Regions from separate parts of the Mus musculus genome. Here region 1 is linked to region 2. Evidence: chromatin contacts called from public HiChIP or PLAC-seq data. All regions are on one chromosome and are shown on one strand. The core of a region is the stretch at or near the end of the contact, and the rest is flanking DNA. Distances in the headings are between cores, read along the strand shown.

Region 1 (4,772 bases), core at 1,966-4,465, 110 kb before region 2:
CCATGAGCCTGTATGTCCTAGTGATCTCTGCACCTTCCGGCCCTCCATCCCTGGCACTGCAGAGGGCCCAAGAGAAAGGCCAGCATGTGCTAGAGGCAAACTCAGCAGCCAGGAAGGCATCTCAGGCCCCTATCTTGAGGCACCTTCTCCAGCCTGGGATAGGGGCTAGGAAGACCATACTGAGTAAGAGAGGAACACTTTCCTGTGTGACTCCCTGGCCGGCCCAAGGCTTTTCTAGTCCGTTCCTGTTTGACAACTAAAACTCTGATCACCTCTAAATGCCCCCTTGATAAGTCTCTTCATCTCTCTGAGGTAGAGTGTGTGTGTGTGTGTGTGTGTGTGTGTGTGTGTGTGTGTGTGTGTGTGTGTGTTTCATCTGTGCACCTGCTTCACGGGACAGTGCAGAGAGAGAGCACAAAACCATCTATGGAAAATGATCTGGCATGTAAGAAGCAGAAAGAAGTTTTTAAAACGGGAGACAAGCACTTAGTGGGATCTGGGTAATTACAGGAGAAAAGAGAAAGCCTTTTCCATTTGATTTTGAGATGCAATATATTTCTCTCTTTTCTTGTTAGGGTTAATTTTACTTGATGTGTGTCTCTTGCCTGCCCTTGTGTCTGCACTAACACACATGCCTGGTGCCTGTGGAGGTCAGAATTAAGCATCCAATCTAGAATTGGAGTTATGAATGGTTGTGAGCCACCAGGTGAGAACTGGGAACTGAGCCCCAGGTCTTCTGCAAGAGGAATCTATTTAGTCCCCGTATGTATAACAAAAGGTAGGAAGGGCCTGGAGAGACTCAGACTAGAATTGAAATAGGAATGACCCCTGCCAAGTTAAAGACCTGTGTTTACTGCATTTCACAAAACCTTTAGTACTGAGGAACCCAGCAACAGCTTGATCCTCTGGGTCTCCCCAGATCTCCTTTCCCCTACACACCTGCCCAAGACCAGTTCTGGGGTCGAACCTGGAGCTAGAGGCAGCTGATGGTGCCCTGCCCTTTTAACCATTCCTGGCAAGGCAAACTCTGCCTTGTCCCTCTGCATCCAGCAGTGCATCTGAAGGGATGAAGGCTCAGCAGCCCTCCACTCCCTGTCTGGAGAGCAGACCCTTCAGATTCCAGCTCTACAGCACAGGGCCACTTCTGGTCAACTGCAGACCCTACCCAGCTCAGGTGAAGGGTCTAACCTCACTCTTCTGCACGGAAAGTCAGCAGGAAGGCTGGCCTCCTGAGAAACTGAAAGGAGACTCCATCCTGAAGAAGGCAAGGGGCATCTCCCAGTGTTTACAACAGATAGAGCCCAGTGCCTTGAGGAAGTTCCTAGAGAGGGCAGAGTTCATCCTGTGTCCCCAAGTCAGCAGAGAGACTGCTGTTTGGCAACAGAAACTGGGAGGAACACACAACCATCATAAAAACCTCAGACACACAGGGGTATCCCACAGTGAGCACAGCAGTGTGCTGTCAGGAACTGGGGCAGGAGAGGGGGGCAAGGGGGCACAGATGGTGATACTCCACCAGCCTCCAGGCTCGCTGGCCTCTGGAGAGCACCTACTGTTTCCAGAACCTGTGTTCTGCATCTTCAATACAGCCCACTGATTACGGAAGCAGTGTCTCCGCACTGCTCAGCTAGACTCGTATTTATGTGAATCATATATCATATCCTGTGGCTGGTCACATTGCCTGGGATCCACCAGTTACTCCAGGATACTTCATTTCCCCAGCCCAGGTTTCCCCCCTGGGACAAGGAGAAGGCTACTAATGTTTCCACTGTGGAGTTGTTCTTAGTACTGTAGAAGGAATGCATGCAAGCCACCACCCACGGAGCCTGGCAGAGCTGACCCACACGGGGTGACTGTCAGCTTTTACGCTCATGGTAGAACTGGACATATGGGTCAGTATACACACTGCTGGGTCACCCTCCCAGCCCCCAACACGAAGATAAAGGCAAGAAAACAACCCAGCTCTCTGTCTACCCCTAGCTGACCTTACTCCTTTTCGGTGCCCTCCCCCCGCCCCCAAATGCCCAGGAACCCTTTCCAGTTTATTGTATGGAAGCCGGGAAAACACAAGACCACCCTTCAAGATCCGAGCCTTCCCGGAATCCCAAAGCACACAGTACTTAAGCTGGCTCTAAGGAAATTTGTTCAAAACAGGGCTGTGGAGTGTGCAGCACTGTGATAGAGGGCTTGCCTAACACGGGCGAGACTGGGATGGAGGGTAGGGGTGTTCCATCCCCAGCACAGAAGAGAGAGAGAGAGAGAGAGAGAGAGAGAGAGAGAGAGAGAGAGAGAGAGAGAGAGAGAGAGAATGAGAGAGAACTGTTGCAAACAAATGCCTGCCCCTCCTCCTGCTCCCCCATATCCCAGACACTATCGATAGGCAACTCAACTGCGGAGCCGCCACTCGGTCCTCCCTGCTCGACAGGATGGGTTACTTTCCCCACCGCCCCCTCCACGGCGACCCCACTGGAAGCTGGAGTAACTTACTAAACCCAAAGGGCCAGAGGGGGTGGGAAGGGGGAGGGGAGGGGCAGAGGGGACCCCGAAGGCATCCTGCCCAGTCCGGTCCGGAGGCGGAGGCTGCCAACTGGAAGAGCTCTGAGAAAGCGTGAGGGGGGCTCGAAAGGGGGGAAGCAGGCGCACGCACGCACAGCGCTTCACACACCCTCCGGAGGAAAACTTTCCGACTAGTTTCAGAGAACTTTCCCAAGGAGTTCCCGGAGTCTCCTGGAGCCCGGGAGGCTCCGGTGTAGCGAGAAGGGGCCGGTCCGGACCTCCAGTGTGGTTCTCCGAGTGACTGTCCCATCCCCAACTGCTCCGATCTCCTCCGGGCCGCGGCGCCGGTAGCCGGAATCGTCCCAACGTCCCGGACCGCCCGGCCGTGGAGCTCTCGGGGCCCCGCGGCTCCGGCCGCCCGTGGGCGCAGCCGTAGCGGCCCGAGCCCTCCCCAAGCCAAGACCCACCTTGGGTACCCGCGGCTCCGGGGGACAGGAGGGCGAGGAGGAACCCCCAACGGCACCAGGCCGCCAGCTCCATGATGATCACTGCGGCTCCGGCCCCATGGCTCAGGCTGGACCAGGCTGCGGGCGCGGGGCGCGGCGAGGGCAGGCACAGGCGCGGCGCCGGAAGGGGCCGCCTGGGAAGGGGCGCTCCTGGGCTCCGGGTCCCCAGCGGCGGGCAATCTCAGCTCCACAACTTCACGCCGCACTTCCTCGAGCAGCCCTCCTCCTCCGCCTCCTCCGCCGCCGGTGATTGGGAGCCGCGCGCTCCCGGCTCGCCCCCCCACCCCTCCAACTGCATTCCAGCAAGACTGGGAGTGGCTGCTCCCAGCTTCACTTTCTCCCTCCCGGCGCAGGCCTGGGTGCGTCGCGCCCTGTGCCCTGACGCCTCGCTTGCTTGCTTGCAGTTCTCACCCACTTCCTAAAAGCAGGGCATCTCTTTACCCCTCTTTGCAGTCTTGGGTGGGTTTTATCTTGGATACTCTTGGAACGTTTGCATCACACTCTTAATACCAGATAAATGGTTTGTCGCCACATCCTCAGGTAAAATCAGCCTGGGAAGGGAATGTGTTATGTCTAACTGGTGACTTCCAAGACTCTCTGGGATATCAATTCTGTCCTTTTGGGTATCTCCTGCCTGATCTTAAAGGAACCCACAGAACTAGGAGAAGCGAGTCACATCGGGAGCCCTCTGTTCATCCTTGGAAGAACAGCTTCTCCTGTTTCTTTCTCTTTTTAAGACTTATTTTTATTTCAAATTATGTGTGGTCATATATGGGTTTTGGGGGGTGTCACATAAGTGCTGTTGCCCACAGAGGTCAGAAGAGGAAGTGGGAATCCCCCAGAGCTGGAGTTACAGGGTGCCGCCCACCCACTTTGGTGCTGGAAACAGAACTTGGGTCCTCTGCAAGAGCAGCACAGGCTCTCAACTGCTTAGCCATCTCTCCAACCCCATGCCCACTTCGTTCTGACTTTACCCAGTTCTCAGTTTCATTCATCGTCCTCTCTCTCCCTGTCCTTTTCGCCTGCCAGTTTACCCCTGAAGTACCTAGATATCACTCCTGAAGCCTGGTAACAGGTGAGAAAGGAAACAAAGGTATGCCTTTGGTTGGAAACTCCAAGAACACATTGCAAGAGACATGTTTACCAGGATGAATTGCCCGTCGTTTATCTGAAATTCAAATTGAACTTCATTACGTCCTTCTTCTTTATCTGCTACATCTGATGATGGTACTTGGAATGTTCCAGTAAAGAACACACCTGTGCTGGTCAAGATGCAATCAGAGGCATCTTTGGGGGAGAGAAATGAAGGGTGGCCCTCTCTTAATCTACTTTCATTGAACTGAAACTCAGTTTCAGGCAGACACTTCCACGCTAGGGGCCAAAGAACATGGGACTCTGGTATCTAGAAGACCTGAGTTCGTATCTTCCCTCTATCACATTCTGGCAGTGAGACCTTAGGCAAGTGACTGACGATCTCTGGGTCTTGTTTTACAAATCTGTAAGACTGTGTGTGCTAGGGGCTAAAGGAGAAGACACTCTAGAAGCACTCAGCAGTGTAGTGCTTGACACATAATAACTGCTCAGTAAATGATCCCAGATTTAGCCATTCTGGGGCAGATGGGGTGTTTGTGGGGATCAATTTGAGGTACTCAAAGAGAAAGAATACAACATTATAAATCACACCACCACACCCAGAAGTAGAACAAGAGGGCTGAGCCTGTGTTTTGGTGATAATGTATTTGCCTAGCATTGGGGCAGGGAAGAGGGGAC
Region 2 (4,995 bases), core at 488-2,987:
GTGTCCCCTCCCCCAACAGAGTTTTCTTCCCTTGAAACTCTGGTGGAAAGTCCTCCAGGGTTCACCATCCCTTCCCAGGGTGCAAGAAGTAGGCTGCCTAAGAGCTCAGGCCTTGGGCTCTGCAGCCTGGCTTTGAAACTTGAGCCGAGTCGCTTAACTTCACTGAGCCTCAGGTGACTCATCTGAGCAATGGGACAACAGGATCTGTGTCCTGTGGTTACTGCAATGTGTACAGCAAGGCAGTTAAGCTGAGCTGTTGGCACTTGGGGGACAGGGATGATTCTTAGACCCCAGGACAAAGTCAAAATTCCTAAGCAGGGCCTGTGGAGCGGAGCTGTCTGTGGGAGTCAAACAGTAGGAAGATCTACCCACTGTTACAGCAAAGCTGTGGGCATAATGAGTACGGGCCAGCTCATCTGCCCAAAGTTTTCTGCTGTCTACAGCAAGTCTGGTCCTTACAGGCCCTCTAGCCAGGGTTTCTGTGTGTGCCTTTGTATGTGGAATTCTTACTGCCTAGAATGTCCTTTTGCACCTTACCCACCTGGAAGCTCTCACTCATCAGTTCAGACCTAATTCAAGAGGGGGTTGTGGTACTTGGAAAATGAGGCAGGGGGATTGCTGTAAGTTTGAGGCTAGCCTAGGTTATGGAGTGACATCCTGTCTCAAGGTTACTTGAAGGGTGTGTTGCCCATGCTGGCGATCCCAGCACCTGGAAGGCTAAGGCCAGATGGCCAGGGCCTCAAAGTCATCAGATGCATAGCAAGTTTGAGGTCAGCCTAAGCTACATGAAACCCTATTTCAAACAAACAAAATTAAGGTAGGGGAAAGACCTAATCCAAGCCTCCTTGCCCTCTGCCAACTGCTAGCAACAGCAACAGGCCTTAGAGCCAGGCATTCTGAAGTGGAATCCAGCTCTGCCACTTCCTAATTGGGTGACCTTCATCTGGGTCTCAGTTTCTGAATCTGGAGAATGGGTATGTTGAGGAATAATATGTGTAAAGAGTTTGTTCCCACTGGGCACGGCAGCACATGCCTTTTAATCCTAACACTTGGAAGGGAGAGGCAAATGGATCTCTGTGAGTTTAAGGCCAGCCTGGTCTATAGAGTGAGTTCGAGGACAGCCAAGGTTACCCAGAGAAACCCTGTCTTGAAAAAAAATCTGTTTCCAGATTTGACACAGGAAACCACTAGTAAAAGGTAAGGGCCATAATTACTCTGCCTACTAGGCTGTGAGCTTCCCTGGGCCAGCACTGAGCTGACTCTCTTGGCTCTAGCCTGGACAGCCAGGGATGCTCTTTGCCAAGAGAGCCTCAAAGCACTAGGCAGCACCTTGAGCCCTGCTGGGAGCCATCCCATTCCATTCCGATGCCCTCCCCATTTTCCACAGAGGGAAACTGAGGCCCCAGGGCAAGCGTCTTTAGGTTCTAGTAAGCAATGAGTAGCAGAGCCAGGGTCCATCCTGTGCGCAGCTGACTACAATCAACTCTCTGGGCTCAGTTTCTTCATGTGAGAAATGGGTCGATAGTCACTCCATGGAGTAACATATTGACTGTTGGGAACAGCAAGACTGGGGGAGTGAGTGGGATAATGTTCTATTTAGGATAAAAACTTTCCTGGGGTTACAACTGAGGAACTGACCAGGGTCCCAATTTACCTCTCTCCCCAGGGTGCTTCTGGAGCCTGGGGCCAATTCAGAAAACCTTCCTTTCCCTGGGCCCTCTGCCAGCCCCTCCAACCCTTCCTCCAACCATCCACTGCAAGACAATGGTGGGCTGGCCCGGCCTTTGTGAGAGGGGTCAGGCCAGTTAATCTTGGGCTGGGTTAGGGAGGGGCATTTGGGGGCCAGGAAAGGAGTGGGGGCTGCCGGTGGGGGACACAGCAGCCGGCTGCTGAGAGTTGAGGGCATTGGAGGCAGGGGGCCGAAGAAGTAAAAGCTTGAAACAGGCTTTGGGGAGCGTTTCCTCCGAATGTAGATTTGAGCTCCTATTAAACTTGCCAAAAATTTGTGTTAGCTAATGGATTCTTAATTCTGTCTAAAATGAGAGAGGGAAAATTATGCCATTCATCTTGTATTGGTTTGAAATTACATCTGACACCTAATCGATCATACTGTGGAACATTAACTCTTTGGAAGAGACCCAACTTTTTCTCTCCCTCGCTTTCCAGGGCTCGGGAGCCTCCCCCACCTCTGATTCCTTCTTTTGTATTTCATTAACTTAGCAAAGCTCTGGCTGTCTCTCGGGTGAGGGGTGGAGGCTGGGGAGGGTTCTTTTAAATCAGGGGAGGTAATCAGCACCCCAATCTTTTGCCCCCAAAGAGCCACCACTTTCAACCTTCAAGTGACCTCCACTCTGGCCCGGCTTTTCCCATGCACTTTGAGTCGACATGGCGATGCAGAATTAAAGGCGCTAAAGGCACGCGCGGGGGTGGGTGGGTGGTGACCTCAGAACCACCTTGGGTGCACGGGGGAGAGGTGGGGAGCCAGGCAAAGATAAGCTTGCACCTGGGGCTGGGGCAGGGGCCGTGGCAGGGGGCTCACCCGCGACTGGCCTGGCAGATGGGTGAGGAGGAGAGGGCAGATGACAATGGATTTGCCCGAGGATCCCCAGGAGCTCGAACTGAAAACCCCAACCCCAGACCTTCTTTTCCAGGAGGAGGACTTTCTGGCAGCAAGGAGAAGCCACTGGAGGCCGCCAGGCCTGGGCTAGGCTCCTGGCTGTACTTCTGACAAGCTGTGTGACCTTGGGCAGATTACATAAGGCTCAGAGTCTCGGTTTCCTTCTCTGTCAGGGCAGAGTGGAGACTGTAACACCTCGGCCCAGGGCTGGGGCGGGCCTGGATGGCACAATCCAGTTTAAACTGGGGTAGAGCCCATCACCTGGTGCATAGTAGGTATTCAGGAAAGGTGACAGAGGGCCAGATCACTGGCCCCGCCCCCTGCTTCTTCTGCTTCCTGCTCTTCCTTATTCCAGGCTGTCTGATCCGCACTCTCAGCTCCTTCACTTAGCTCCTCCATCTTTCTCTGCCACTGCCAAGGGCAGATCAAGGTCAGGAGCCCCAAGGTCAAACAGGCCAGGAGGGCTAAGTGGTACCTGAAGGAGGCTGGGGCCCAGGGGCTCCTTTCCCTGCTCCCTCAGGGTTCTCTCCTGCCTGAGGAGCTCCCTCAGAACCTGCCACCATGCTGAGGAGGGATGGGAGGGGGGTGTCCCAGGGAAAAGGAAGGTGAGTCCAGCAGGAAGGAAGGAAGGAACTCTCCATTTGGATCAAAGCCTCTTGCTTTTACTTAAACGCTTCTGATTCTGTCTGTGGATTCCTGGTTTCTGTTCCCAGTCTAAGAGGGGTGGATTGGATCCCTCCGGTGTTTCCATAGACCTGCAATGGCCCAGATTCCACCCCAGCAAGGGGGAGAGAGAGAAGGGGAGAGAGAGAGGAGAGAGAGAGAAGGTGAGGGAGGGGGCAAGAATTTCAAGGATTTCTTCCTTAACTTAGCTTTGGACACCAGGGACGTGTGGGGACACTCCAGCTCCCCAGAAAGCTGGGTCAATGAAGGACCATAGCAGGCAGCTGGCCTTTGCACTAAACAGCAAGGAGTGCCTGATGCCCCTTTTGCAAAACTTCAGGTAACCTCTGGACCCTCTCAGAGTAAACATTACTCTCAAAAAGCAGGAATTAATCACATGAACGCATGTGCAGATGAAGGGCCAGGCTGGTTTAAGCAACTGGTTGTTAACCTCTGGATAGCTGTCCCAGGGGCAGAAATGAATGGCTTAGAATGCCCCCAATGAAGGCTTGAATGCCCCCACTGAAGGAGCCACAGTGCAGGAACTCCTGGTGGCAAATCTTCTCTGGCACCCTCATTTTGAAAAGTTGGCAGCCAAGACTCAGCAAGGGGCTAAAACAGGCCAGGGCCACCCAGAGAGGTAAAAAGGAGAGTACCTGGGCCTCCAACCCTCAGCCCAGGGCTCTTCTCCACCTGGATCAGGAATCTACAGGAACATTTTTCTAGATGACATTCAAGTCTCAGGAGCTCAGAGCATATGAGGACTAGATTTGGGGAAGCAGTGTGAGAGCTTCCAAGAGGCTCCCCTGAGGAGAGTGAAGGGCAGAGGGCACAGGGAGCCTAGCTCCCTCCCCCCCTCCCCCGCCCCCAACACTGACACAAACACACTAAGGCAGGAATTTTACTGTCAAATGTCCTTTCTATGGGGAGTTCACTGTTTCCCAGGAGATGTCTGATGAAGCCCCTTCCTGCCAGCCTCCCTGGCAGCCACTAGGCGGCCATGGCTTCCTCTTCTGCCTGGAGACTCCACATGGAGGGGTTCACACGGTTTGTATTCTTAGTGCTCAGGGCTGGCGGCACTGAGAATGGAGCAGAAGAGCAAGGATCAGCCAGGCTGGTTGGGGAGACTGAGGCAGCTGTATACGGGGTACATTGGCCAAGGCTCCAGTACAGGTTGGCAGGCCTAGCTAGACACACATGCTGAATTACCTCTTGATTACCAGGTATGTGTGAGGGTATCATTCACTCCCCCCCATGGTGATGTTTTTACTGTGTTTTTTTTTTGCCTTGGACATAAAAATATGTGATTGTTATAAAAATAGGCAATCCCAATAAAAACAGAGAACAAGAGCCACAGCCTCAGATTTTATGATCGCCCCCTCCCCCGAGTGAATCTACGTCAAGAGTGTGTTCAGAAGGAAAAGCGTCCTGATATTGTAGAATCTGGGAGATCCTGCTACAGCAGATCCCTCTGTACCAGAAGAGAGACTCAGAGTGGCACTCTTCCTGCCCCACCCCCATGGGTGTCCATTCTCACACTGTCACCTACTGGTCCAGTAAATGTGGATCGGAAAAGGAATGAATGGATTCACAGAAGAGACAGATCTAGACAGAGGCATCAAAACTGCAGCGGTGACTTCAAGTGTGTTCAACAACACCAGTCACAGCTCTGGAAGAAATGGCCTCAAGCGCTCCAACAATTGCCCCTTTCCCAG

The links. HiChIP or PLAC-seq counts read pairs in DNA pulled down with a chosen protein or histone mark.
Region 1: a contact with region 2 is called in an H3K4me3 HiChIP or PLAC-seq map of embryonic stem cells, with 24 read pairs. The contact joins the promoter of Erbb2 here to the enhancer-like site in region 2. A contact is called at or near these places in 1 of 39 promoter capture datasets (macrophages), 1 of 484 Hi-C or Micro-C datasets (embryonic stem cells), 8 of 115 datasets of contacts at active chromatin or transcription factors (the 230-238 cell line, the HPC-7 cell line, effector CD8 T cells and 3 more) and 2 of 9 other capture datasets (adipose tissue and liver).

Annotation. Positions count from the first base shown.
Region 1 is chr11:98,410,927-98,415,698 of GRCm38.p6, reverse strand. It overlaps Erbb2 (erb-b2 receptor tyrosine kinase 2), which reads right to left and starts at 3,215. Exons shown (of 27, transcript NM_001003817.1): 1 at 2,964-3,215. The coding sequence starts at 3,036.
Region 2 is chr11:98,295,788-98,300,782 of GRCm38.p6, reverse strand. Gm31317 (a long non-coding RNA gene) reads left to right here. Exons shown (of 3, transcript XR_389006.2): 3 at 1,667-1,915. It overlaps Gm31194 (a long non-coding RNA gene), which reads right to left. Exons shown (of 2, transcript XR_389003.3): 2 at 4,168-4,359. Among named protein-coding and RNA genes, the nearest start is that of Gm31194, 3.7 kb to the right of the region's middle. Within about 2 kb of position 1,737, at least 18 of the 459 cell types and tissues checked have an H3K27ac peak or open chromatin away from gene starts, as enhancers often do. A contact at or near this core is called in embryonic stem cells and liver, where this site is marked.